Linked DNA regions of Mus musculus: regions 1, 3 and 4 are each linked to region 2. Evidence: chromatin contacts called from public HiCAR-type and promoter capture Hi-C data. All regions are on one chromosome and are shown on one strand. Each heading gives the region's core, a stretch centred on a gene start, on an enhancer-like site or on the middle of the called end of the contact. The rest is flanking DNA. Distances are from core to core; before and after follow the strand shown.

Region 1 (7,407 bases), core at 2,777-5,276, 2.0 Mb after region 2:
AAACAGACAGCATGTGCAGATCACAGAGTGCATCCTCAGTTTCATGACCTCTACTTCGTTTGTAATGTCTAACACCATACATGATGCTTTGCAATCGACCTTAAACTCTCTTGGGAACAATGACAAGTCTGCACAGGTTTAGCACAGATGAAACTTTTTCCAACTGTTCTCTAGTTATGATTAGTTAAATCTACAAATGCTGAATCCCAAACACAGAGGGTCAACTACTTAACTCTACTGAGCATCAGTACAGGTAAGGCACAGTTCAATCCTAAGGATACCTGGACCATCCTTTCTGTAGCCAGACTCTTCCCACATTTCTTTCAACCTACAGCAACCAACTACTGATCTGTTCTCGGACACTGACATTTTGAAGTCATATATACATTGAGGTACACAGATTATCTTTGGAGTGACTTTTTTCACTCAGCCTAAGTCCCTCCATTCTACTATGGTTGCATCAGAAGTCTCTTTCAATTTCTCAGTAACATCATTGTGAAGGGAGGGAGAGAGAGGGATGGATGGATGGATGGATGGATGGATACATACATACATACATATATACATCACAATATATTTGCCCATTCAAGGTAATCTGCAGTTTCCAACACGAGGCTGTCATACAATTAAAACAAAGTTCACGTACAGGTATTTATGTGAACATAAGCTTTTCTCTGGAATAAATAATGAAGACTACATTAATAATATGGGTCATAGTAAATCCATGCTTATTTTTAGATATAACTGTCATCTTTTCCAGAGTAGTACAAATAACCAAAACTTTCTGCATTCTGATGAGGTTTCCCCGCTACTTTGAGCCATTTTTGTAAGTGATGTGGTGGTAGCGCACTGTGGCTTCTGTTTCATTTCCTCAAGACTAAAGACACTTGACATCTTTTCAAGTGCTTATTTGCCATCTGAATATTTTCTTCTAAGAAACATCTAGTTGCCCATCTTTTTTTCATTGTCTTACTTCGTCTTTTGAGACAGGATTTCCCTCTTTGCTGACTACCTTATGGCAATCCTCCTGCCTCAGGCTTCCAAGTGCTGGAATTACAGACATGAGTCACCACGCCTATCTTTTTATTATTTTCATGGGGTCATGTAATGAAAAGTTTTCATTTTGATGAAACCAGTTTATCAATCTTTTCTTTCACTAGACTATCCTTCAAAAAACTCTATCATTAAACATCCATTCTGACTTTAATTGTTCCAGACATTGTCTAAACTATGTCAGATCAGCTTTCAATTTTTTAATATTCTTTACAAATATTCCTAATACTGTTTTGATAGTTAGGTCAAATGTAACCAAAGCCTAATTGAATTCCACTTTTTATTTCATTTACTCTGCCGTGTGTAGATCAAATCCAGGACCTCATTCATGATAAGCAAGAGCTCTACCACCTAAATACATCCACTGGTCCCTCAGGTCAGCTGTGGAATAGCAATGTTATCCAATGCAATCCCTTCCAAGAATACAGCTCTTCGGCAATTAAAGCCAACGTGTCACTGGTACTCCCACTAAGAGAAATGCTAGTTTCCAGAATAACCAATTACCACCAATGAACATACACACACATACAACATACACACCAGGTATGCTGACAAACATTTTATTCAGGCATGCACTAAGAGCAAGATAAATCCAATGCTTCTAATGCACTAAAAAAATTAACAAAAAAGGCAGATGGGTTATAGCACAATAATTGAAGAACATACAAAAAATACTTAGTGGCGTTTTGCCTTCAATCCCAGCACTTAGGACGGAGGCAAAGGCAGACCTCTGAGATTTCAAGGCCAGCCTGGTCTACAAAGTAGGTCTTAGGACAGAGATAGCTACATAGTGAGGCACTGTCTCAAAACACACACACACACACACACACCAAAACTTAAAGAATAGAGAAGACAGTCTAAGCATCAGAGAATGATTCATAAAGTGTACCTAGAGCAGTGATCACAAACTGGAAGTCTGTTAGCTAACTACAACTTACAGGGGTTTTTAATTAGTCCACACTGTTTAAACCTTTTTTTTAATTAGTTGCTAACATTTAAAGTCTCATCTTCCATAGAAACAAAATGACATTTCTAGGTCCCCTTGTAAAAGATAATGCAACAGGGACACTTAAGTAGGTAAGACCTATCTGGTGCCAAATGGCTGCTGAATCCTTTCGCATTTGAACAGCATTCTCTCATACTCTAGTATCTCCAAATTTATAGTATTCTTTTATAGTAATCCAATTAGACCATGCATGCATCTGTGTTTGTAATGTCTACCTTAAATATGCTTAAGATTTTAACGAATGAAAATGCCAATGAGATAAAGAAAAGTTCAGGCTTATGACAGTCAATCTCAGTTGCCAAACTGATATGCCTAGAACCACCAGAGAGTCCTCTGGGCACATCTGTGGAGACTGTCCTGCTGAGGTTAACAGACTCGGGAAGACCCATCTACTGTGGGTGGCACAATGACAAAGGCTGGGATCCTGGAAGGTGTCAAAAGGAGAAGCCAGCTGATGGCAAGCATTCCCTGCTCTCGGCTTCTAGACTGTGGGTGCAAAGTGACCAGTTTCCTACGTGACCTTCCTGCCACTGGACAAGCGAACTGTGACTCAGAATAAGATCGCCTTCCTTGTTTCTGTCTGGGTATCTTATCACAGCAACAGGAAGGTAAACAAACAAAGGGTATGGAGACAGCACAGAAGAAAGGTCAGGGAGCCATGATATAATCCCCTAGAGTCATGTCTCTATTAGGGAAGAAGCAAGGGTGACAGGCTAGAAAGGTAGACCAAGAATATGCTGCCTAGTGTTCTCCCTCCTCTCCTCTTCTTTTTCTGCTGCCATCTTGTCTCTCCCTCCCAATAAAACCTCTTCCACGTGAAAAAAAAAAAAAAAAAAGGTGTTGCCTAGACTCTATGGGTACACGATATGCATATATTAAACTGTCCCAAAAACTCATAGAAAAAAAAAATTCCATACACAAGTACCAATTGCCATGCAAACTAACTCAGAAAAATAGAAAAATAACTCGTTTAACTTATTCATGGCAAGAACCTTTTGCATATGGACCCAGTTCTGGAGACAGAGAAGATATGTAAGGCAATTTCTGCCCCTGTCAGTCCAAAGGCTGATCTAACAAAAAGACACCGACATGCTTGCCCAAAGTTCAGAAGGTGTTCTTGCAGCTGTATAGACACTGTTTTAGAGCTACCTTTTTCTTCTTTCTCCGAGTTACAACATATAATATATAGTCTCTCGATTTGCTCTATGTAAGCAAATAGAACGCACATATTGCATACGTTCATTTAAATTTTATGAAACTAGAACATTCCGATTAGTAAACTCCAGCTGTCCCTATTATTTCACTTGCACAATAGAGATTTTAATAAGCATCGAGGACGTGCCAAGAGTTTAGGCTGAGTCAGGAGACAAGATTCGTGAGTGGTGATGTCCCTCTCCACCGTTCCTATAAGTAAGATTAAACACATACCAGACATACGGAATTGTACTATTTAATGTTTTCCGGGTATGGTTTTTCCTGATTGGAGGAGAACAATCCAGGTGACTGGAGAAGTCAAACAAGGCGCCTCACAGTCGAGACACAAATATGCCCAGAGCACACGCGTGACCATCGCCTTTACCCGGAGGCGGCGTGGCTGGCGTGGCTGACTAGCTGGAAGCCGAGCCTGGGGTCAGCGCTGCCGCCGGTCCGTGCGACAGGGAGCCCCAGCTGCAGGCTGCGGCGACTCCCCAGCTAACGTGGCGGGTCTCTCGTCTCCGCACGTCCGCACGCAGGTCCCACCCCCAGGCCTCAGGTAAACAAGCTCTCCAGCCCTTCGGCCGGCAAGCCCACCAAACATGGCTGGAAGCGTTGCAGCCCCTCAACCCGTGACCCCGAGACCCCCCAGCCTTCGCCGCCCTCACCCGGAAGCCCCACAACCCCGACACCGCCCCTCACCGCGGCCACCGCCGCTCGCTCGCCGATCCGACCCGACCGTCGCGGAAGTACTCCTGACCTCAGCGCGGAGGCGGGGTCGCCGTCGAGGAGTACTTCCGGGTCAAGCATCCTCTAGGGCGGAAGGCGCTGACTGCAGAGAGGTGAGTGAATCCGCTGCTCCGGTGGCTTCCTGAGAGGTAAAGGATGCTTGAAGCTGGACACGGGGGATGCCAGGATGTCCGCCCTCCGTGAAGGCTGGGTGTGGGTGTCGGGGTTCCGCCATGAGGTATTTCCAGAATACTCGAGGGCCAGCGACGATCCGGGACACAAACTGGGAATTCAGGGCGGGCCCTGCTCTCAGCTCACTGCAAAGGTGGTGAGGAAGGGAGACCACCACCATCAAAACAACGGAATCTGAGGGGGTAGTTAAGTGCTTTCGTCCAAGTTTAAATGCGGTGATGGAACGGAACTGAGTGAGGAAGTGAGAAGGGGGAAGCCTGCCTGTAGGGAGGAGGAGTAGAGGTTTTGAATAAATAGTAAAGGGAGACGGGGGGGGGGGGGGGGGGCGGAGAACTTGGGCACTGGGTCTTTGTGAGGTCGGTGACCAGGCGTTTGACTTAAAATTTGGAACTCGATGGGAAGTAATTGATAGTTTCTAAGCAGGAGAGTGATATGCTTTTGATTTGTAATTTTAGATGTGCAGTGCATCGCTTCATTTGTCCCTGGGCAGTTTATCCAAGAAGACATTAAGCAAAATTGTGTTAAAATATGGGGTGGGGGGGGCACCTGAAACCCTAAAGACTTGCTTTCGAGTGTCTCGCTGTTGTGTTGTGTTGGTGTATAGCTAAGTGGGAGTGCGTTTGCCTGTCATGTGCAAGACCCTGGGTTTGATCCTGAGCACAAAAAAAAAAAAAAAAAAAAAAAAAAAAAAAAAGGAACAGATTCCCCTCCTCTGTTCAATCCCTTACATCAGTGTTCAGATGTAACTGCCACTTCCTAAAACCCTTCAAATGTTTGACTTTACTTTCAATAGTAATTCTTTACATTTCCGTATGCTGATATTCTCTACGACCTTACTAAATGCCTGTTCCTTTGAAGATTTGCAAGTTCAAGGCTAGCCTTGGCTACATTGTGAACTCTAGGCCAGCCAGAGCTAAGTAACCACATCCTGTCACAAACAAAAACGTCTGGTCCAACAAATAAACCAGAAAAAAGATTTCTTCTGGTTTTCTTTTGTAAAGGAAAAATGTATAGGAATGTATCTTGGGCCACTAGTAACTGTCTTGTCTTTTACATGTTGCCATTAGTATTATAGTGACAATTCTGAAAAATTTTGGTCTTAGAGTCCATTGCACTTAAACTTACCAAGAATTTTGAAGAGTTTTGTTTAAATAGATTACTACTGCCAGTACATTCCATTTAAGAAATCAAAACTACTCTCAAAAAAAGAAGTAGCTTTAAAATGGTAAGTCACTAAATGATAACTGACATTTCTATAAAGATTATTTTCCAGGTGAAGTACTGGCACAGGTCTGTGATCCCAGCATTTAGCAGATGGAGGTACAGGCAGGAGGGGAGCTCAAGTTTACCTTGGAGTGCAAATTCGAGGCCAGCCTGGACTACATGAGACCTTTCTCAGAAACACAGTTTCTCTAATTTCTCATGGGAAGCTGTTACTGGGGAAAGGAAATGATAAGCAAAAGGAACAACTAGAACCAGAATGTGAGGTTGAAGACAGTTTAGAGACAGTAGAGAGTAAGACACACGTAACTGAAGCTTTGTGTGGGGACTGGAAACATTGTATGATTCTAGGCAAAGAAGGGGATGATAATGGAATCAGCATCCAGATATGGAAACTAAGCGGCCTCGAGCACATCAGAGCAAGTGATAAAGGTGCAACTTAAGACCATACCAAATTACAAACTATTTCAGGCAGTTTGTGCACGTGTGCACTGTTCCTACATATTGAACTCCCAGAGTGTTACAACTGCTATCTGAAGTTTTAAGCTTATCTCCTAAATAGTGAGAAGTCTCCTAATAGATTTTGTTTTTCTTTGAAAGACAGTATTTGGATATATCACAAGCGGTTAGATTGGATTTAAATAAGTGTGGTACCCAGATGGGGTAAAAGGACTGTGATCTAGGCAGATACAGTAGGACCTAACTGGAAAGTATCTTAAAAAGTGTAATAATGACAATAGCATGTATTTGTAATGTACCTACATCCATGCATGCTTCCAGACATTCCAGGATTGTTACCGTTACTAACCCCATTCAGTAGATGTGAAAACAAAGGCTTTTCCAGACTGGGCTTCACTCAGAACAAGGACCAGGTACGTGTAACTCCAGAGCCCATTCTTCTGACCACTAAATTATATAATCCTATAATTTTGGCGTTACAAAACTGGAAGGCTTCAGTGGATTCCCTCTAAGCTGTGTATGGGGTTACCGTGATGGGCTTTATCTACTGAGTTAAAGATACAGTGGCAACTTCCTTAATTTCAGACTACAGAGGAAAGAAAATGAGGTGGGAAGGTCCTGAATCTAAGCCCGTTTCTCAGACATCCTGCCACCCGCTTCCAGTCACTGCTGTGCCAAAAAAGGATACAAGTCAGATACTGGCATTTAGACAAAGCTCTAAAAAGGATGGTTTCTTAGGAGTTTATTTCTGGGAAGAGGCACCATAACCAAAGCATAAAGGACAACATTTAATTGGCTCTGGCTTAGTTTCAGAAATTCAGTCCATTATGGCGGGAAGCGTGGCAGCATACAGGCAGACATGGTGCTGGAGGAGCTAAGAGTTCTACAGCTAAACAGGAGACTGGAATTCCACACTGGGTGGGGCTTGAGCATAGGAGACCTCAAAGCCCACCCCTCCAGTGACACACTTCCTCCAACAAGGCCACACCTCCCAATAGATCCATTCCCTATAGGCCAACTACTCAAACACATGAATCTGTGGGAGCCAAACCTGTTCAAACTACCATTGATGGATACAGAAAATGTTTTTTGTTGTGCCAGAAAATATGTTGACATTTGAGCTGAAATCGTCCATATGTCTGGGGGTAGCGTGATAGGCTTCGGGAAATGACTGGAAATATAAACTAGAAACTTCTAAGTAAATGGCCTTCAAAATGATGACCTCTGTTTGAATAATAGTAACTTTAAATAAGTGCATTTAGTGTGTGTGTATGGGAACAGGCAGCATGTGTGCCATGGTGCGTGTGTGGAGATCAGAGGACAGGCGTGGTATTGGAATTGCCAAATTTAAAAGGGGGTCACACTTCTAACATTCATGAATCCCCATTTTTTGAATACTCCCCTTTTACCTTTATGTGGATCCCACGATGGAACTCGGGTCTCCAGGCTTGTTCAGCAGTGCCTTTACCCCTTGGACCATCTCTTTGGACCTAGAACTAACTTTGCAATATCACAGATCCCCATGGCAACACTAGCGGCAAGCCGCACAACTT
Region 2 (7,747 bases), core at 1,000-3,499:
GAGAGAGAGAGAGAGAGAGCCAGCGAGCAAAGCCAGCGGGGAACACTGGTATTGTATTGAAAAGAATTCTTGTGAAAATCTGCCAAAGCTCTCTGAATAAGGTATTACAATTTTTTTCCCCTGCAAAACCCAATACGAATCTCAAATCTCCTGGTTTATTAACAAAAACAAAAAAACAAAACAAAACAAAAAAGCCTTCCAGATGGGTGTGGGGTCTCATCCCTTTAATTCCAGCATTCGGGAGGCAGAGGCAGGGGATCTCAGAGTTAGAGGACATCTGGTTTGCACAGAGAAGTTCCAGGATAGCCAGGGCTGTTTTTAAAAACAAACAAACAAGCCGGGCGTGGTGGTGCACGTCTTTAATCCCTGCACTCGGGAGGCAGAGGCAGGCAGATTTCTGAGTTTGAGGCCAGCCTGGTCTACAAAGTGAGTTCTAGGACATCCAGGGCTATACAGAGAAACCCTGTCTCGAAAAAACAAACAAACAAACCCAACCAACAAAGCCTCTACAGCTCCAAATTAAAGCCCACATTCCTTGGTTGGGCTAGCAATCCTACCAAGCGTTCCTAGAAGGAGGTTCCCACTGGAGGCTCAATGCTAGCTGCCTGTTGATAGGCTCTGACCCAGTGCTGGAGCACTGCACTGTCTCTTGGTTCCTGGCTTCCGGATTCCAGGTTCTGCCTGGCTGCCTTTTCCTTCCAGCCTGGGCTGGGCGAGCCCTTTCCCTTTGCACGTGGGAACTGTGCACGTGTTCCTTTTGGAAACTCGCTGTAACACTTTAACACCTGTATTTTCGGTATTTAAGAGGTTAGGGCAGGAGGATGGCGAGTTCGAGATCAGCCTAGGGTATGGTAAATCCAGCTCAGCATAGGCTACAAGGGGAGACCTTGCCTCGAAAAGCCCTGAAACAAAACAAATTAATGCGAGTTTAGCTTGCTTTCAGGATTTCATGTCACTCAGAATGGCCTTGGACTCGTGTAGCTCAGGATGGCCTGGAATTCTCCCTGCCTCCAGGGAACACAGACTAGTCTAGTTTGTGTTTAGCATTTGGATCACAGCTCTTAATATAAAATGCTCATGGTGGCCAGAAGGCTCACAAAACCCCCCCGAGTTGGGGTCAGCAGCAGACTGAGGTACTACTATTTGGACCCTGGAGCCTTTATGGGGGAACCTTAGGCGTGTCTGCCTAGGAGTTGGGTAAAGTTCCCATTTCAGTTTGAAAAGCATGTGACAATGGCTGGTGGTGACGCATCCTATAACTTTCGCCAGCCAGAGGGTGATCAAAGATGGGATGTTGTCTCTGCAATCACAAGATTGGAAAACCTGAAAACGTCCAGGAGCCACCCGGGCACGCCAGCTTGGAAGCCACCCGGGAACAAGAGCATTCCCAAACGCCAGGGAGGCTGCCTCGCGGTATGCTCTGGGGTGCCGACCAAGCCAGTTTCGCTGTCCTCGGTCGCCACTGCATTCGTGCTGAGTAATGCTAAGGGTCAGCAGCTCCTGCTCTTCCGAAATGCATGCAAAAAAAGTTTTGATGCGAAGAGAAAAAAACCAAACCAAAAAAACAAAACCCGGGAAACTGTTACTTAGATCCCGGGTACCAGAGTCGCCTGGGAAGGCGGGAGACCGGTCCTCGAGGACAGGATTCAACCTAAGAGGAAGAGAAAGGAAAGGGAACGGAAGACGCAGCTAGTCCATCCTCTTAACCGCTCCAGAGGGCACGGCGGCCCTGGGGCTGCCTTTGGAGAGGGCCATCCCTCCCTGTCAATCAGCTCCATTCGGTGTTGCGATTGGCTGGGGGCTTCCTTGCTCCCCGCCCGCGCCTACCTCCTAGTTGCATGGGGTTTACTTCCCCAAAGTACACGGGCCCCACCTTGTGGATCAACCGCTCCTGCCTGGACAGTGGGTTTCCGCCCAGAAAAAGAAATGTAAGCCAATGAGAACGGGTGCATGCAACTATTGGCTTGTCTGAGTGTCGCTCTCAGTGCATCCCGCCCTCATTTTTATAGACCATCTGAGTATTGGCGAGGTTTCGTGTCCATCTGGGCTCTAGCTCCTTCAGTTATAGGCAGATGCGGCAGCCACTCAGGAGCTCGGCCTCTAGACAAAGACGCTGTCCAATCATAGCCAAGGGGCGCGGTGGCGAGGCGGCCATTGGTCCCTGCATGCGACCGGGAGCAGCAGGTTCGGCTGAGCGCGGCTATATAGCGGGCGGCGGGCACGCGTGCCGCGGCATCGCGCGAGGGACGCCGCCACCTCCTCCCACGTAGCAGCCCTGTCCTCCCGCTCAGCCGCGCAGGTACTTGGGCCCGCGGGTGGGGCTGATCGGATGCGGGCCGGGCATGAGCCGAGCTGCGGCCGCGAGCGGGGCGCCCCGGGAGACCGCGCGGCGCGTCCCCACCCCCACCAACGGCCGGCGCGGCCTCCTGCCTGCGCTTTAGGGCCCGCGCGTGGTCCACCGCACCAACGGCGGGCGTCACGCGTCTGGCCGGCCCTGCGTGCTCCACGCGCATTCTCTGGCGCGCGCCGGCTCTTCCGGATGGTATAGCTGGGCCTGGACCCTAAGGAAGCCTTCGGATATGGGGATGGGGGTTGGGGGAGCCCAAGCTGAGAGCGTGATCGCGCCTCCCAGGGTTGCAGAACGGAGGCGCGCGACCCCGGGTTCAAGGGCTCAGTGGTGCAGAGACAGCCACGCCAAGACGTGATCTCTCCAATCCCCCCACTGTTTCCCCCTGCACTATGCCGAGAGTTCCCTTTTTTCCCGCCCTTCCCGGTCACCTGGGTGCAATCAGGTAGGTCCAGTCAACAGGAGAACGAGGTGGAATCAAGGCCCTCTGTAGGGAAAGGACAGGCATCTGTGCAGGCTACGTGGCTGTGGGACACCATCGGCCACTGAGCTCTTGAATCTGAGGTGCAAACCCCAGTATAAGAAGTCCCGTGGTGGCATCTGCGAGCCAGTGGGGGACTCCAGAGAAGAGATTAGGAGTGGGGTTTTGAATGACAAAGGAAGACTTAGCTTTCTTCGCACTTACATAGATAGATAGATGCGCCTCCAAGTTAGCTTCTGGGAAAAATAGAGAAAAATACAGTGAGTGTAATGTAATCGAGTGTGCCTCTCAGCAGGTCCGAAACGCACCTCGAGGTAACGGGAAATTCCCGCCAACAGGAAGTCAAACTCTGACATTAGATCTTGACTCTTCAAGACCCCTTTTTAACTTAGAATGTTTTAGTTGTGAATCAGAACAAACTTAGATTAAAAAAACCTTTGTTTGAGAAGGTCGTAAGTCCAAGGAAACAAAGTGTTTAAATTCTTACAAGAGTTGAAGTTAAAGTTTGAAATTGGATAGGACCGGCCCGGGCTTCAGTGCAGAGGTGGAGCACTTGGCATGGAATACAGGAAGCCCCGGGTTCAGTCACCAGAGCCACAAAAATAAGTCACATCTGAAATTGCTGGGGAGAGGATGGTGTCCAGTGTCCAGTTATTGTGCAGTGGGTCACAGTCACCGATTGGGTTTGTTGGCAAGCACAGCCATTAGGTCTCCTGCCGAACCATCGATGATCAACTGCCTTTTTTAAAAATTCTTACTGTGGAGCCCTTCCTGGCCTGGAATTCAAGAGGATCTCAGAATCTTCTCGGTGCCAAGAGTTAAGGTGCCTCCACTAAGCCCAACCGAGTAATTTATTTTAGTACTTACTTGGTTTGACTTCTACGGGTTGCAAAGCTATTTTCAAGGATCTGTGGTCAGCCTATCTTTCTATGCTGAGGATTGCCTTTAACCCCTGGCTAGAAAGCACGTTAAATGGCAGATGTTTCACATCGAAGACTACAACAGAAGTTTCAGGACTAGTTCTTGAGGGGCACATCCTTGCAAAAAGTTAAAGACCACTGACATTTAACAAAGTGGCAACGAAGAACCAAACGCTGTGGGGATGCATGCTGAATTTAACTGCCTTGCTTCTGAATATAACATTGTTTCCTTGGAACGGGTTCTACTTAACCTGCACGGAGGGGTAGGCGAATGTTAGTAATTCATCACCTTTTAAAATAAGGCAGTGACCTGCTTTCTAACTTGGGAAGTTTGAGTCCAGGTAGTGTTACTGAGGTCAGATATATCAAGGGGAAATGATCGAATTGAAGGGGATGGCTATTAATCTCATCCCCACACATTCAAAAGACTCTTGGCCTCAGGCAGGTGCTTAGTAGGATAGGGATAGATAGAAACTGACTCCTTAGCTCAGTGTCAGAAAGCAGTGAATTGAAGCAGTGACTGACCGCCTTGGCTGCTCCCTTCCGAGCAGGTCAGAGGTTACTGCTGGTGGAGGTGTCTTTTGAGCTAAGGTTCTAACAGGTACTACACTGCGCAGTTTCTTTTTCTTTTCTTTTCTTTTTTCTTTTTTTTTTTTTTTTTGTCTCGAGACAGGGTTTCTCTGTATAGTCCTGGCTGTCCTGGAACTCACTTTGTAGACCAGGCTGGTCTTGAACTCAGAAATCCGCCTGCCTCTGCCTCCCAAGTGCTGGGATTACAGGCGTGCGCCACCACATCTGGCTAGTTTCTTTTCTTTTAATTCACATTCTGGTTTTTAGTTATCAGCTGTCAGTATAGTGCCTGAGCATTAGATTTTTAGAAATGTCTGTTCTTGACCCTGCTTGAAAGCAGGTTGGCTTTTTTTTTTTTTCAAAATTGTCATCTTTTATATACTAGATTTTCCTGTATTTTTTTAAAAAGATTTTATTATTATATCTAAGTTCACTGTAGCTGTCTTCAGACACCCCTGAAGAGGGCATCAGATCTCATGGATGGTTGTGAGCTACCATGTGGTTGCTGGGATTTGAACTCAGGACCTTCAGAAGAGCAGTCAGTGCTCTTAACCACTGAGCCATCTCTCTAGCCCTTCCCTGTATTTCTGTTGTTGGTTTGTTTGTTTTGTTTTTTTGAGACAGGGTTTCTCTGTGTAGCCCTGGTTGTCCTGGAACTCACTCTGTAGACCAGGCTGGCCTCGCACTCAGAAATCCGCCTGCCTCTGCCTCCCAAGTGCTGGGATTAAAGGTGTGTGACACCACGCCCGGCTTCCCTGTATTTCTGAACTCGATGGAAAGCACAAGGCATAGGTTAGCTTTAAGTTTTTTGTTTTGTTTTGTTTTCGGTTTTTCGAGACAGGGTTTCTCTGTATAGCCCTGACTGTCTTGGAACTCACTTTGTAGACCAGGCTGGCCTTGAACTCAGAAATCCGCCTGTCTCTGCCTCCCGAGTGCTGGGATTAAAGGTGTGTACCACCAAACCCAGCTTTTTTGTTTTTGTTTTCGGGCTTTAGGTTTTTTAAATAAGGTTTACACTTGCATATGGTTTTTCTTTTTTTTCCCCACTTGGAGATAGGTCTTTCTGTGTAGCCCTGGTTGTCCTGGAACTCACTCTGTAGACCAGGCTAGCCTTGAACTCAGAAATCCTCCCATCTCTGCCTCCCAAGTGCTGGGATTAAAGGCGTGCACCACCACTGCCCGGCTAGCATATGGTTTTTTAATGAATTAGTCCAAGGTAACAGGTTTAATAGAAAACTGAATTTGTAACCCAAACCAAGTTTAAGTTCTAGTGCTGAAGTAGAGTTGTGTGCTGTAGAGTTTATATTACATTGCTGACCTAGAGAGGGGTAATTGTCAAGTAGGCAGATCAAGCTAGGTGTGGCGGTGCACTTTTTTTAACTCCAGGACTCCGAGGCAGAGACAGGGAGAGCTCTTGAGTTCCAGGCACCAGCCTTGTCTATATAGTGAGTTCCAGGCCAGCCAGAGCTACACAGTAAGACCCTGTCTTGAGAGAAAGAAATAATGTCCCCTTTCCCCTGTAGTTGTCACAGTTAGTGGGGAACCTTTGCCCAAGCTCGGGAGAACCTTCGTCCAACCTCAGGAGTTAAATTTAGAGTCAGCAGCTGTCACCCCACTTGGAGCTGGTAACTACTGGCTGTTAGCTAGAAATACTCACTATTCTCTACTTAGCTAGAAATATTTACTATTCTCTACTTGTTTTTATTTTTTATTTATTTTTATTTTTTTAAAATGTGCAACTTTATTTGGGAAAGCCGAGCTGCTAGCCAGGTGAATACTTGCATTACTTGCATTACTTGCATTACTGCATTACTGAGTGGGAAGAAAGCTGCAGCCCAGGAAGGCTTTGCAATGCTGTTCTTTAGCGGGTGCTGCATTTTAGGTGTAAAAGGCAACAAGCAATGCGTTTCTCTGGTCACTAGGCCGTTATTTGCTGTGGCAGACTAAAACCAGGACCCCATTTCGAATTGACTCTTACTGAACCACAACCCCAGGTACTTCTGGTGTTTGAAAAATGGTCTCAGGGTTATCTTGGGCTACGGGGTTCAGGCCAGCCTGGATTACGTGAGACTCCATCTTAAAAAGAAAATGCTGGCACGTCCACCTGTACATTGTGGGATCTGAGGAGTTGGAATTCTTACTCAGAATTGAGTGTAAGATGCCTTTTCCTTTGTCAGTTTTTCTTTTTGTGGTGCTTGGAATCAAACCAGACCCAGAACCAGGACCCTGTGCATGCTGGGCTAGTGTTCTGCCCTTGAGTTACAGCCTACATTTAGGGGTGTTGCTGTCCAGCACAGGCTACCTGGGCTCCTGGGGCTGGGGTTAAGGAGTGGGCTACCACACATGGGTTAAGTAGTTTTCCGCTAACTTTGGAATGGCAGGGCTACTCAGGGAGAAAAACACCCAAATTATCCAGCTTACTGATGATACTTCCTGGAAAAGTTAGTATCTGATATAGTTCTAGATTTTTAAAAGAATCGTAATAGGTCTGCCTACCTCATCCTATGCAGTCAATGTGTACTTATAACAAATTGGTAAACTCTGTTGACATAGGCTTTATTTTGGTTTCCTCAGGTGCTTCTGCAATGTACTTTCTCTGTTTCAGGATCCATTCCAAAGTCTTCTTGTCTCCTTAGTGTCCTCTCATCTGTGAGTTTCTGTTCTCTGTCCTTCATGACCTTGACACTTAGGGTCGTATTTGGGTTTGTCTTATGGCTGGATTGGGTTAGTGGTTCTGTGGGAGGACTGCAGAGGTCTATACCACAATCTCCTATGGCATCCATGGCACTGTATCGTACCTGTATGGTGTGGGGAGAGTGAAGTGGCTGTTTCCCTATCCACTCTGGTTAGGTCCTGCTCATACCCAAGGGAAGGGAGATGTGGGACTATTTCCTTTAGGAGAGAGAATCTGAGTTTGTAGGCACGTATATTAAAGTTGCTAACATTTATGGGGTTTTGTTAGAAACTCTCACTATGTAGACCAGGCTATTCTTGCACTCTGAGATCTGCTTGCCTCTGCCTCCTTAGTTCTCTTTTAAAGGCAAAGGCAGCCGGGCTTGGTGGCGCATGACTTTAATCCCAGGACTTAGGAGGCAGAGGCAGGCGGATTTCTGAGTTCAAGGCCAGCTTGGTCTACAGAGCGAGTCCCAGGACAGCCAGGACTACACAGAGAAACCCTGTCTCGAAAAACCAAAAAGAAAAAAGGCAAAGGCTTATGTAACTACACCCAGCTAGGTTATTTATTGATTTATTTATCCATCTATTTTGATGTAGGGTCTCCTATAACCTAATCTGGCTTCTAATGCTTGATTCTTCTGCCTGTGTCTCTCACATGTTTTGAAGCCATGAATTTTTTTTTTAAAGATTTTATTTATTTATATGAACACACTGTAGCTGTCTTCAGACAGACCAGAAGAGGACATTGGATCC
Region 3 (6,832 bases), core at 673-3,172, 2.1 Mb before region 2:
ACGAGGAAAATGAGACAGTAGCTGAGTCCCAGCTTTTATCTCTCTCCCTCCTGATCTGCCCAGATGTGAACAACTGCATTAGGCTCTAGCTACCATATCGTCCCTGGCCAACACAGAAGATTGTACTGTCTCAAATAGCAAGCCAGTCATCCCTCATCAAGTTGCTTCATCACAGCAACAAGAAAAGTAACTATGGGAAGGCAGTGGTCGTGCACGTCTTTAATCCCAGCACTAGGGAGGCAGAGGCAGGCAGATCTCCAAATTGGAGGCCAGCCAGATGAACACAGAACTCTGCCTCCCCAAAGTAATAACTAGCCCTTTCCCATGCCTCCCCCCCCCTTTTTTTTTAGTTTGAAACAGGACTTTGTTAAATTACTTAAGTTGGCTTCAAACTTGCTATACAGTTTAGGAATATTTGCTGAATTTGCAATCCTCCTTCCCCAAGCTGCAGAGTAGCTGAGATTACATCCATGTGTCTCCATCCTCAGTTTGGGCCCCTGTTGTAGCATTCAAGTGGCTGTCTATATGTGAGTGTGATGTGTGAATGTACCTGTTAAGGAAAGATATATATGTGTGCTACAGGGATAGAATTTAGGTCACCAAGATTGTGGGCAAGTGCCTTTAAGCCACTGAACTATCTCACCACCACCAGTATTTTTCATAAGGAAGTAGAAAAGATGGCCAGGCACACTGATACACTTCTTTAATCCCAGCACTTAGGAAGCAGAGGTAGAGGCAGGCAGATCTCTGAGCACCAAGCCTGCCTGTTTTACAAAGTGAGATCCAGGGCAACCAGGGCTACACAGAGGAAACCCTATGTAAAACTTAAGATTTATTTAGTGTTTTTCTTTTTGAGACAGGCTCTCACTATATATCCTTGACCTGCCCAGTGTTGGATATGTATATCAGCCTCACAGAAATCTTCCTCCCTCTGCCTCCAGAGTGGTGGGATTAAAGGTGTGCGCCAGACCATACCTCGATAGTGGTTTTGAGACATGGCTTAGAACTCGTGTGTAGTTGAGTGGATTTCCAAACTGTGAAATTACAAACTACAAATAACGAGTGAAGTGTTTCAAGATGTTAGAGGTGGAGAATCTGCATGAGGTACCATCAAATAAAGAAAGCAGATAAGAGACATGGGACACCAATGACAGGATTGTATGTTTTTCAGATGTAGAGGAAGAGGACACTTTTCTTGCGCTACTATTACTGGATTCTAGGAAACCTTAAAACTTTGTCTAATTACTGATTCCAATTAAATTATGGCTTGTCTGGACTAGCAGGATGTTAAGAGCGATGGTGTTTGTGTGTGTGTGTGTGTGTCGCCGTGTGTTGTTTTGACAGGGTTTTCTTAGTAGCTCAGATTGGCCTTGAATCCACTAAGTAGCCCACAGAGGCTGATATTTATTTATTTACTTATTTATTTATTTATTTATTTATTTTTTTAAGACGATGCAGGGCCGGCTTATCCTCCCACAGTAAGTCACACGCAGCAGTGGACGACGTCGCTGCGGACCTCCACGTCATCCTTCCCTCTCTACTCCTGCGGTGCGCTGCGGGACACGGGCGGCAGGGCCTGGGCCTTCACCTGCACCCCAAAACCGGTCGGCCGGGCTGCGCCCCGCCCCGCGGCGCCTCCCTAGCGGGCTGCGCAGGAGGGCGTGTGCCCCGGGCCGGGTTCTGTCCCCGGGTCTGACGCTGGTGCGGCCCCGCGGAACCTGCTGCGACCCGCGCTTCGCATCCCCGCTCCCCAGCCCCGGGCCCAGGCGCCCCCGCACGTCAGCCCGCGCGTCAGCCCCGCCGACGCCGCCTCCAGAGCAGCAGCAGGGCCGCAGCCCCCGCGCTGCCTGCGGGAGGGGCGCGGCCTGGTCACGTGACGCTCGCAGCAGCCCGGCCCTGGTCACATGGGCCGCGGCCACTGCGTCAGTCCCAGTCCCGGCTGCGGGAGTCGAGTCGTCGCCGCCGCCGCCGCCACCGCCGCCCCCAGCGGACGGGGCGGGGATCTTGGTGCCAGGGCCCCGTCAGCCCGCCCCCGCCTCAGTCACCCGTCCGGGGCTCGGCCGGGCCGTCATGGAGCGGGGCGGAACCCTGGCGTCCGCGGTGTGAGGTGCGCCGCCTCGGCTCCCCGTGGCCTCCGGATCGGCCGCTGCCCCTCGCCCCAGGCAGCCGGTCGCCGCCTCCTGGGCGGGCCCGAATGCGCGTCCGGTGAAGGTGCAGGCCGGGCGCCGCCGCCGCCGCAGCCGCGGTCGGGAAATGGTTCGGGCCTAGCGGAGCGGGGACTGGAGGTGAGAAGCCGCCTGACTGCCTGCCTGACTGACTGACTGACGTCTGAGGCGCGGCCGCGCCGCGGGGAAGGCGAGGCTCCGGCCGCTGACGCTGGCGGAGACCCGCGGGGCGGGGGGCCCCTGGATCCGGCTTCGCCCTACGTTTTCTCGTCCCACTTTCTCTCCGAAATCAATTTCAAACAAGAAAAATCATTTTTTTTTTCTTTAAAGGCCAAGCCGTTCCCATCCGACATTCCAGACGCCCATCATCTGGCCGTTTCTTCTTTTTTTCCTCCCCCCCCCCCCCCGTTGTCCCTTCCTCCATTCCTCCCTTTGATTCGGTCGGCGGATTTATCCTTTGAAAAATTTTTCCTTCGTCTGACTCAAGTCATTCCTAGTTAAAGAGAAAATAGGCCCAGATTCTGGCTATCATTTCTCAACTAGTTCTCGCCTTCCTTCTCGCGATCCTGCGCACCTCCCCCCACCCCCACTCTCCCACCTCCCCTCCACCGAAAGAAAAAAAAAAGGGGGGGAGGCTGGGGGGGTGTTAATTTCCGTCCTTGATGGTCGATGGGGTTTGAGTGGAAAAATGGGAACCTGGGTTGGAATAGGAGAAACCCTCCTTCCCGCTCGGAACCGGCCTGGTACCTGGCGATCGCCATGGCCGGGCTTTGGGTATTGATGTTTAGGCCTCCCCAGCTGCCTGTGCGCAGGGTTAATCTCGTAATTGACGTCAGTGCTTTGTTCCTTCCACTTTGCTGTTGCTTCCCACTCTCTGAGAACGGATCATGGGGTACAGGAGCCCAGGGTGTTTGTGGGGTCTCCTTATTAGGCTTTTCATTCACAGATGACACCTTTATGGGGAGTCGAGAGCCCTGATCTGAAAATGGTTGTGAGTGAAGTTCGAACCAAGAGTTCGATTCAGGGTTCTCCGAGTTTCGTCAGTTGCAAGTCAGAATTCTGGTTTTTCTTCCCCGCTGAGGTTTTAAACTGAAGCTAGCCTCCTTTCCAGTGCCGGAATCTAAGCCCTAGGTGCCCGTGAATAGGCTGTTTGTGTGACATTTAAAATGTGTGCTTTTTGTGGAGCCGAGGTGGTGGTGGGGGGAGGTTCAAAGCTTAAAGCTTTGTTTCCATGTTGATTCTCCGAAGCTTTATAAACTCTTTTGTTTGGATGGTCCTTTTAACTTATCAGTATTGAAATGTTTATGAGATTCTTTTTAATTCGAGATTTGATGAGAAGCTGATGTGGACCAAGAGGAAGCCTAGACTCTGTCGTCTTTGGTCACATATGCGTAAAGAAGTGTTGGCAAGTGGCCACTTGGTTTTTAACAAAGCTGGCTTCTTCAACTTCTTCAGGTTTATGTTCCTTATTGTCACTAACTTTCGCAGCCCTCAGTCTCCAAACAAAAAGTCTCAAAAAGTTGTTTTTTAAAAAGTTATTTTCAAAAAGTTGCCTTTCATGATGAACTTCCTGAAAACCTAGACGCAGTCTGTTTTCTTTTCTTTTTAAATGAATACCAGCAGTTGTCATTCAGTTTGTGGCTATCTGCAGGCTGATTTTTGTTGGCTCTGTAGGAACAGTAGGCACATTTTAAGTAAAATTTTGCTTCAGGTGGAGACAAGGTAGGGAGTCTTGAGAATAGCCAAAAGCCAAATCTCTACTGTTTGGTTGGGGTGGGGTGGGCTTAGAGGTGTGTGATTTGGATCAAGCTGCACAGTTTGGGGGTGTAAGGTGACATACAGTGCTTGGTGAAGTTGTGTGATTAATTCCTATAAAGAGAATGTTTTTATTTTAGTTAATGTTCTGTATGTCATAGTTTTACATTCAGATTCATGTGGTCTCTTCTGTCTTCAGGTTACTGCATCCCTTTTGGAACAATGATTCCACTTGCATGTTGTGATTTTCTTAAAGATCTACTGTAGTGTCTTCAGAGTGAGTTTATTCTAACTCTCTATCCTCTCCAGTATTTATGTAGTTAGATTGAATTTGATAGCATTTTGAGGTTGGAATAGTTTATCTATCCGATCTAAGAGTTTACAGGTAACCTAAAGTTAGATGAACAAGTAAGTGATCAGTATCTGAAAGGAGGGAAATGGGGATTAGCTTCAGAAAGTGCTATGGAAGATGAAGACTGCTAAAAGCTATGGCTCTACTTATTTATTTATTTATTAATCTATTTATTTTTGAGGTAGTAAGGTAGAAGTCATGGTTTTATGTGTACCTGAAAAGAACAAAGAAAACAGGTGTTTAACAGGTATTTCTTCTTCTTGACTACTTATTGGCCTAAAATGGAGTTCAAAATGTATGGAAACTTCCCCCTTTTTTGTAGTGCCTTTCATAAAAATCAAAGGTTTTTGTTTTGTTTGTTTGTTTTTTTTTTTTTTTAAAGATATGTTTTTTTTTTTTAAGATTTATTTATTTATTATATGTAAGTACACTGTAGCTGTCTTCAGACACTCCAGAAGAGGGCGTCAGATCTTGTTACAGATGGCTGTGAGCCACCATGTGGTTGCTGGGATTTGAACTCTGGACCTTCGGAAGAACAGTCGGGTGCTCTTACCCACTGAGCCATCTCACCAGCCCGTTTTGTTTGTTTTTGAGACAGGATCTCATTTTGTATCCACAACTGGATTGAAACTTGCTGTATGTAGACCAGGTTGGCATTGAACTCATAGAGATCCACCTGTCTCTACCTTTCAAGTGCTGAGATTAAAGGTTTGTACTACTATACCCAGCTTTTAATTTGGCCTCCCAAATTACAAGCATGTCTAGATTCCACAAACATTCTAGATAAAAATCTTTGCTACATGTTATAAATAAGATTTTGCAGCTTTCTGTAGTCCTCATATTTTTACTTTTTTTAGTTCCTCTGAAAAATTGAAACAATGAATTCATTTCTGGGAGAGTGTTTGCTAGTTGTTACTGTGAATACATTGTAGTTAAAGGTTCAAATCTGAGTAGATACACTTCTTTGTTACTTTGTTACTCTTATTAGCCATCTTGTTACATTTGGAGTGACACTATCTAGTACATGGGATAACAATAATAAATATCCTTTTTTTTTTTTTTTTTTTCCCCCTTTTTTGGTTTTTTGAGACAGGGTTTCTCTATGTAGCCCTGGCTGTCCTGGAACTCCTCTGTAGACCAGGCTGGCCTTGAAAATATCCCTCTAATTAACTCTTGCCTTACCACCTGATCCATTTAGCTTGATGTTCATTTTCACTGGCAGTTTTTATTTTGTTTGTTTTGTTTGATACAAGTCTTCTGTGTCATTTTGGCTTCAAACTTTCAGCTCTCTTCCTGTCTCAGCCTCTTTCTTGAGTTCTAGGACTATAGACATGACCACACCTTGAGAATTTTAGTGATACTGACACACAGAGAGAAGGAGAGCCAAGTCAATTTAGTTCTGGTTCAATTTAGTTTTATTTAGATGTTGGAATTAGCTTTTAATCTTATTTTTAAATTAAAAAAAATTTTTTAGACAGGGTTTATATAGCCCAGTCTGTCCTCAAACTGAATGTGTAGCTGGTGCTGGCCTTGAATTTCTCTCTCTCTCTCTCAATATATATATATATGAATATATATATGTATGTATGCATGTATTTTTTTTTGCCTTTTCTCCCCTCTGAGTATCACAAAAATATATTTAGCAAAAAGTTTCATATGAAAATGTCCATGAGCCAGTTCTACACCACAGCCTGATGGGCCCTTTGGGGAGTTTCTTGGGGCCCTTTTGGACTCCTCTGCTAAACAGCCATTGTTTAGACACTTAGACACAAGGTGTCTGACATGATGTTGCTGTCTCCTTGTATGGCCACCATTTTGATGTTATCCTGTTGTCTACTAATTGTCATCTCCACACACTCACTCACAAGATTCATGGAAGGGCCCAGTAGTATTTCTTGAGCATGTCTGCCAGCATTAGCTTCAATGATAACTTCTTGTCTATAAATTTCTTCAGTTTGGGAGGGTGGCCCTTGTTTTTGGTAACTCATGGTTTAGCAAGATGTGGAAGGACTGATTGGACTGACCTTGAATTTCTGGTCCTCTTGCATCCATCTCTTAAATGGTGGGATTACTGTGAACCACCATGGTTTAAGATTCGTAGATTTTTTTTCTTTTTACATTTTTGTTGTTTTGTTTTGTTTTTGTTTTATTTAGACAGGGCTGTCCTAGAACTCATGGAGATCTGCCTACCTCTCTAGTGCTGGGATTAAAGATATTCACTACCAAGCCAGGCTTTTGAAATTCCACAGCCTGGGTTGTGCTGAATGTATGTATCTCTTTGGTTTTATATAGTACTTCTGGTCCTTGTATTTTCTATATGTTATAATTATATGAGTAAGCTAGATTTAGCTCACATTAGAAGTGTTTTTTCTGTTGGCTTTTTGAGACCAGGTCTCTTGTATAACCCAGGCTGACTTGAACTCATTTTGTAGCTGAGGATGACTTTGAACTGTGATCTTTCTACCTATGTCTCCGTACTTTTAATGGGCAGAAGAGGTAGTGTTGTGCACTTCTCCACTCCTGAACCTTCAACCTGGTTTCTCATTCATCTGCCAGTTGA
Region 4 (6,863 bases), core at 3,502-6,001, 2.1 Mb before region 2:
GCAGTTGATTCAGGAACTTAACAATGTGCAGGAAAAAGAATTGCTGACCTCTCTCCGCCATCCCCCTTTATCCCCTCCAGTCCACTCCCCCTCAGCCCAGTCCACATAGGCACAGTTCGTTGGCTCAGGACTACATTGTCACATCATCTGATCTTACATCGTGGTGCATCTGCGCAATGCAGCTCAAGCTACGTGGCTATCTTGAGGGATATGATGAAGTCAGGTGCCAGTCATAAGACTTGGCAGCAGTCCCGGGCGCCATCTTGGGGCCACGGCCACACCCGCTCCTCACACCTATGTAAAAATCAAATATAACAAAATAAGAACCTAAAACAAAACAACAACAAAAAACCCAAAATTGGTCTTTTTTCCTGTTCAGCTTTCATCCTAACCACAGGAATATATAATAGGTCAGAAATGCAACTACCTGTGCCCCAGGCCTTTCCATTCTTCTCTGTTTTTATTAAGGCATCTTATAAAACCAGAATACACTTTAGGAGGCCACCCCAGAAAGAGTCTGCTTTGCCATGGCACATGCCTTTAATCCCAGCACTCGGAAGGCAGAGGCAGGCGGATTTCTGAGCCTGGTCTACAGAGTAAGTTCCAGGACTGCCAAGGTTATACAGAAAAACCTTGTCTCAAAAAAAAAAAAAAAAAAAAAAAAAAAAAGAAAGAAAGAAAGAAAGAAAAAAAGAAAGAAAGAAATTCTGTTTTATATCTACTTAAGTATTCACTCATGCTACATAGAAAATGTAGCTTATTCATGGTTTAAAATTTTTTTTTCAGCAGCATTTACAAAATCATTGTGTCCAAAATTTAGCCTTGTTCTTCTGGACCAAACCTCTGGAAAACAGATACATTAGGTTAGTCTTTCCCTGAGAATACACATAATTATTGTGTTTGGATACATGTGTGGTTAACCTCTAGGCTAAACTGTCTAGGAGGACTTTTAGTTAATGTTCATAGTCTTTTCAAACGATACAACCCAAATATTACAGCAAAAATATCGGCCTCCTCTTTCCTATTTATTTTTACCTCATTCTGTCTCTTGCACTCTCGTACTTGCTCTAATAGAAATCCTTTTAAAACTGGCTAACAAGGAAGGGCGATGATCCAGTGGGCAAAGCTGCCCACAGCCAAGTTGAACAACAGAGTTTAGGACTCATGGGGTGGAAGGAGAGAAATGGCTACAATAAACTGTACTCTGATATCCACACAAGTGTCAAGGCACACTTGTGTTCACACACATACACAATAAATAAATAAATAAAACCTTTTTAGAAATTAATAAGAGCAGGGTCCATACCTATTCCAGCACACAAGGGGCAGAGGCAGGCAGACCTGTGTGATTTTGAGGCCAAACTGACCTACACAGTGAGTTCCAGTATAGCCAAGGGTACATAATTAGACTCTGTCTATTAAAAAAAAAGTTTTAATATTATTGTTAATATTAGTTGGTGTTTGTATTGCTATGAAGAGACACTATGACCACAGCAACTCTTATAAAGGAAAACATGTTGTTGGGGCTGGCTTACAGTTTGTTTAATCCCTTATCGTCGTCACTGTGGGAAGCATGGTGGCATGCACGCAATGGTGTTGAGGAAGGAGCTGAAACTTTTTTTTTTTATTAGGTATTTATTTCATTTACATTTCCAATGCTATCCCAAAAGTCCCCCACACCCTCCCACACCCATTCCCCCACCCACTCACTCCCACTTCTTGGCCCTGGCGTTCCCCCGTACTGAGGCATATAAAGTTTGCACAACCAATGGACCTCTCTTTCCACTGATGGCTGACTAGGCCATCTTCTGATACATATGCAGCTAGAGACACGAGCTCTGGGGGGGTCCTGGTTAGTTCATATTGTTGTTCTACCTATAGGGTTGCAGATCCCCCCAGCTAGGAGGTGAAACTTAATCCACAAGCAGCAGCAGCTGACTGCCACACTAGGCTTACCTTAAACAAAGAGACCTCAAAGCCTGCCTCCACAGTGATACATTTCCTCCAACAAGGCCAACCTGCTCCAGCAAGGGCACACCTCCTAATAGTTCTACTCCCTATGGGCCAGCATTCATACACATGGGTCTTTGGGGGCCATTACTTTTCAAACCATCACAATTATTTAGTAGGAACCTTGAAAGTTTTATGCTGTAGTGTGTGTGTGTGTGTGTGTGTGTGTTGCTAGGGAGATGAAGCCAGGGCTTTTCACATGGTAGTGCAATACTCCTGGGAGCCTTAGCTTACTGGGGACCCCCTGAGTGAACCATGTGGAGCCAGGATCGATACAAAAAGCAAGAGGAATTTATTGTTTCAGTGAACTAGGGTCGTCCCAGACCCAAAGGAGAGGTTGCGACCACCAGTACCCTTTCAGGTGAGTTTTTATATGTTTTCCAGGGGCAGAATAGAGCATCAGCAACTAGGCACAATGTGATTGGTGGAACAGTGCACCCTTTAAACTGATTGGTCTTTAGGGAATGAGGTGACAAGGACTTCGCTTGTCTGAAGGTGAGCAATGGTCAGTCCTGCAGAATATGTCCCCACTGGCAGGTTTGTTCCTGCCCTGTGGTCTGAGAAATGTTAATTAACCTCTCCCTTCCGGAGGGCCAGAGTTTCATGACCTTCCCAAAGTTCCTGAGCTGAGCTTTTCATTAATGGCTATTCATGGTTGTCAACTTGACTATATCTGGAATGAACTACAATCCAGAACTGGAAAGCTCACCTATGATCCTAATCTGGAGGCTGGGAGATACATGTTTCTGACTTGGCATGGAGATCTTGAGGCATAGTGGCTATGAATCCCAGAAGATTAAGTCAGGGAGATCTCTGAGTTCAAGGTCATCTGGGACAAAGCAAGTCCCAGATCCAGGCATGATGGCACACACCTTTAATTTGGGCTACACCTTCTGCTGGAGACTATATAAGAACACTGGAAGAAGGAAGATTCTATCTTCTTCACCTTCTTGCCTCGTGGGGCTGAACTACTGCTAGATCCTTGGACCAATGTTGGGGAGTTGAAGTACAGACTGTAAGTCATCAAATTCTCTTACCCATGAGTTCTGTGACTCTAGAGAACCTAATACACACATACTGGGTAAAAACTCTACCACAGAGCTACATCTCAAGGCCCCAAACTTTCACTCAGGAAATTCATCTGAAGGGGGGAAGGTTGGAAGACGGGCAGATAAGAGGGGATGGGGAGATGAGCAGGCCTGGGATGCATGACGTGAAATCCACAAAGAATCAATTAGAAGTTTTAAAAAGATTTTATCTGGGAAAACAAATGCCTGAACGCAATAAGTCAGGTATGGGCTGGAGGAGGACTAATGAAGAGTGATTTGGTTTTGTAGATATAAAAAAAAATTTTTTCAAGACAGGGTTTCTCTGTGTCGCCTTGGCTGTCCTGGAACTCACTCTGGAGACCAGGCTGGCCTCATATTTGCTATATAGCCCAGGTTGGCCTTAACCTCCTTGTCCTCCTTTCTCTACATCCTGAATCCTGATTTTAGAAACTTGTGTCATAACTTGGGAATTAGACTAGCCTGAGCTAAGTTTCTGGCCAGCCTGAAAAATTAAAGATGTTATCTTTAACAATTAAAAAAAAAAAAAAAAAAAAAGAGGGGCCTGGAGAGATGGCTCAGAGGTTAAGAGCACTGACTACTCTTCCAGAGGTCCTGAGTTCAATCCCAAGCAAACACATGGTGTTTCTGTCTGGTCCTGTCTCCCTCTCCACTCCCCTTACCCCTCCTCCTCTCTTAAGACTCAACCAAACTGAGTAGAATTCAGAGATCTGCATGCCTGTGTCTCCTGAGTGCTGGGATTAAAGGAATGTGCCACCACACCTGGAACTAAATTTCTTTACCTGAAACTTTCTCTGTACCATGCTGGCCTGGAACTCATGTCTGTACTCCCATCACTTATGATTGATTCCTTTCCAGAGCAGCCATGTTGCTGGATTAAAATTCCTCTACACAGCCGGGCAGTGGTGGCGCATGCCTTTAATCCCAGCACTTGGGAGGCAGAGGCAGGCAGATTTACAAGTTCGAGGCCAGCCTGGTCTACAGAGTGAGTTCCGGGACAGCCAGGGCAACACAGAGAAACCCTGTCTCAAAAAAAGACCAAAAAATCCTCTACGCAGATCTTTGAAAGAAAAATCAAAAACAAAAAAAAAAAAACCAAAACAAAACAAAAAACCAACCAAACAACAACAAAATCAGAATGATCCAGTCATCATGACGACACCTGTAATTTCTTGGGGTTTTTGGTGTTTTGTTTTTTGAGACAGTTTGTGTGTGCAGCCTTGGTTTTCCTGAAACTCCCTGTGTAGATGAGGCTGGCCGTGAATCCCATCAAGTGTTGGAATTAAAGATGTGGGCCATTACTTCCTGGCCTTTTTGGTTTTGTTTGGTTTGGTTTTGAGCTAGGGCCATAAGTTTTCCCAGGTTGGCCTCAAAAACATAGCAATCCTCTTGCCTCAGCCTCCAAAATCCTGGATTACAGGATTTTTTTTTTTTAGGATTTTTTGAATACTACAAAATTCCACTGCATATGTATTACAGACCCCTGGTTTGAGATCACCCTTCAAGACCCTATTCATACTGAACACACAAGCCCACATTAGAAAAGACAAACCAGCTAGTGGCCACCATTAGCCTCTTCTGAATTGAGCCCGTCTGGCCCCGCCCAGGACCGCAGAGGTTTCTAAGGACCCGCCCACCGGTGCTAGTTTCCCAAAAACCCGTGCGGCAGACTCCAGCCGCTCCAAGATGGCGACTCCCATGCATCGGCTCATAGCTCGAAGGAAAGCGTAAGTGAGATGCTTGTGGGGTGTGCAGGAGGGCTGGGGGCGTGCAGACGCCTGTCCGCTAGCTAGTGAGCGGGCGCAGGCTGCTGAACTGAGCGGGATTTGAAGAGAGTTCGAAATGAATCCAAGAATTGGTCGTTGGGTGGTCTGTGTTCCTCTGTCCGGTCCACATGTCAAGGGTAGCCTGGATGCTTGATCCCACATCTTCCCTCTCAAGATCCCAAACTTTTCCCTCTTCAGCGTACCTGCCTCCTTCCTATCGCCCTTTCTAGAAACAAGCCTGTCTGCAATGCCTATTAATTCCCCATCGACCGTTTCACTTTCTGCAGCTCTCACTGTAAATAATTATTTTAGTACAATCACTCACAGACAGTTTCTCTGAAGAAAAATGTATTCAAGCTACGCAGCTTAACAGTTTTATTGTGGAACCTGTTGATACTCTAAACAAGTACAGCTAGTGGTTTAAATAGCTTTGTAGGAGCCGGATGGTGATGGTACATCCAAGCATTCAGGAGGCAGAGGTAAGCAGATTTCAGAATTCGGGGCCAGCCTGGTCTACAGAGTGAGTTCCAGGACAGCCAAGGCTACACAGAGAAACCCTGTCTCTCTAAAAACAAAACAAAGTTAAGCTTTAAAGGGGATAAGAGGCTGTGGTGAGGAAAGGCAAAAGGCCCAGTTCAAGTCAGTTCTAGAAATTCATCTGTGAGGGGTGACATTTGAAAACAGACTAAAAGCCATAGAAAGGACTGAGTCAGCAGAGGATTTGGGGAAAGATAGGAAATGGTATATTTGCTATGAGTCTGTTAGAATTTGGGGGTGGGTTGGGCAGATTTAGAGACAGGATTTGTCTGTGTAGCCCTGGCTGTCCTGGAACTCACTCTGTAGACCAGGCTGACCTCGAACTCAAGATATCTGACTGCCTTCAGTATGCTGGGATTAAAAGCTTGTGCCACCATGCCCAGTTTGAATCTCAGTAACTATCAGTCCTGGTGGCAGATGCCTTTAATCCAAGCACTGGAGAAGCAAAATCAGGTGGAGTAGCACTGAGTCAAAGCCAGCCTGATCTAAAGAGCAAACTGCAGGCCAGCCTCAGCTGTGTAGGGAGACCCTGTCTCCGAAAAGAAAAAAAACCAACCAACTCAATAACTACCCATTCAGTGGTGTAAGCGATGTAAGGGGCGGAGACCAGTTACTTGAACATGAATTTGAGTCCAGCCTGGGCAACATAATAAGACTTCATCTTAAAACCCTCCAGTAATGTCATACCCACTCTGCATGGCTGTGTGACATGCATGTCATGTTGTATTTCTCAGACCTATCAAAAGTCATAATACGAACCTGAAAGGAAACAGTTTATACATCTAATACCTGCATTGCTTCGCACTTTGCTTTTGACCTAAGCTGTGGTTTATGAGTTTAAAACCCGAGTGTTGGGCCTGACGTTGGTGGATTGTGCTTTTGATCTAAGCACTCAGGAGGCAGAAGCAAGTGGGTCTGTGAGTTCAAGGCTAGGCCAAGCTGGGTATGGTGGCTCACACTTTTAATCCTAGTATTGTGTGGCAAGTGTCTTTAACCCACTGAGCTGTCTCACCACCACCATTTTTTATTAGTAAGTTAAAAAGAATGATAGCCAGGCACAGTGGCACATGCCAGCACTTGGGAGGCAGAGGTAGATCTATGAGTTTGAGGCCAGTATGGTCTATAGATGGAGTTCCAGGGAAAAAAATCAAAAGCAGAATCAACCAACCAAATGAACAAGCTTTTTCATTTATGTGTGAATAGGAGTAGAGGTCAGAGGACAAGTCGTTGGGGGTCAGATCTTTGGGCTTACAGCAAACACCTTATCCACCCACCCTTTTCCCAGCCTTAAAAGTGTTTTAATGGGTTAGGGGGTCTGGCTCAGTAGTAGAGCATTTGTGAAGGAGGCTCTGAGTTTGATATCTAGCATTACAACAAATAAGGACCTTCATTATCCTTTGTCTTCTGAGCTAAAAATGTTGGTCCGAATACATGATTATTGGAATGGAAAAACTTAAAAAAATTTTTTTTAAAGATTTATTTC

The links. HiCAR-type assays count read pairs that join an accessible place to other places. Capture Hi-C pulls out chosen DNA fragments and counts their contacts.
Region 1: a contact with region 2 is called in a HiCAR-type map of astrocytes, with 8 times the contacts expected there. The contact joins the promoter of Fam114a2 here to the promoter of G3bp1 in region 2. A contact is called at or near these places in 1 of 484 Hi-C or Micro-C datasets (B cells), 16 of 115 datasets of contacts at active chromatin or transcription factors (astrocytes, cardiomyocytes, craniofacial prominence and 11 more) and 2 of 9 other capture datasets (adipose tissue and liver).
Region 3: a promoter capture Hi-C map of adipose tissue shows a contact between it and region 2, with 3 times the contacts expected there. The contact joins the promoter of Aff4 here to the promoter of G3bp1 in region 2. A contact is called at or near these places in 1 of 39 promoter capture datasets (pre-B cells), 3 of 115 datasets of contacts at active chromatin or transcription factors (large pre-B cells, neural progenitor cells and regulatory T cell precursor) and 2 of 9 other capture datasets (adipose tissue and liver).
Region 4: a promoter capture Hi-C map of adipose tissue shows a contact between it and region 2, with 4 times the contacts expected there. The contact joins the promoter of Zcchc10 here to the promoter of G3bp1 in region 2.

The regions. Positions count from the first base shown.
Region 1 is chr11:57,514,618-57,522,024 of GRCm38.p6, forward strand. Fam114a2 (family with sequence similarity 114, member A2) reads right to left here and starts at 4,027. Exons shown (of 14, transcript NM_026342.3): 1 at 3,956-4,027. It overlaps Mfap3 (microfibrillar-associated protein 3), which reads left to right and starts at 4,048. Exons shown (of 3, transcript NM_180599.1): 1 at 4,048-4,095.
Region 2 is chr11:55,467,503-55,475,249 of GRCm38.p6, forward strand. G3bp1 (GTPase activating protein (SH3 domain) binding protein 1) reads left to right here and starts at 2,250. Exons shown (of 12, transcript NM_013716.2): 1 at 2,250-2,299.
Region 3 is chr11:53,348,845-53,355,676 of GRCm38.p6, forward strand. It overlaps Aff4 (AF4/FMR2 family, member 4), which reads left to right and starts at 1,923. Exons shown (of 21, transcript NM_033565.2): 1 at 1,923-2,285.
Region 4 is chr11:53,319,938-53,326,800 of GRCm38.p6, forward strand. Zcchc10 (zinc finger, CCHC domain containing 10) reads left to right here and starts at 4,752. Exons shown (of 4, transcript NM_026479.4): 1 at 4,752-4,804. The coding sequence starts at 4,764.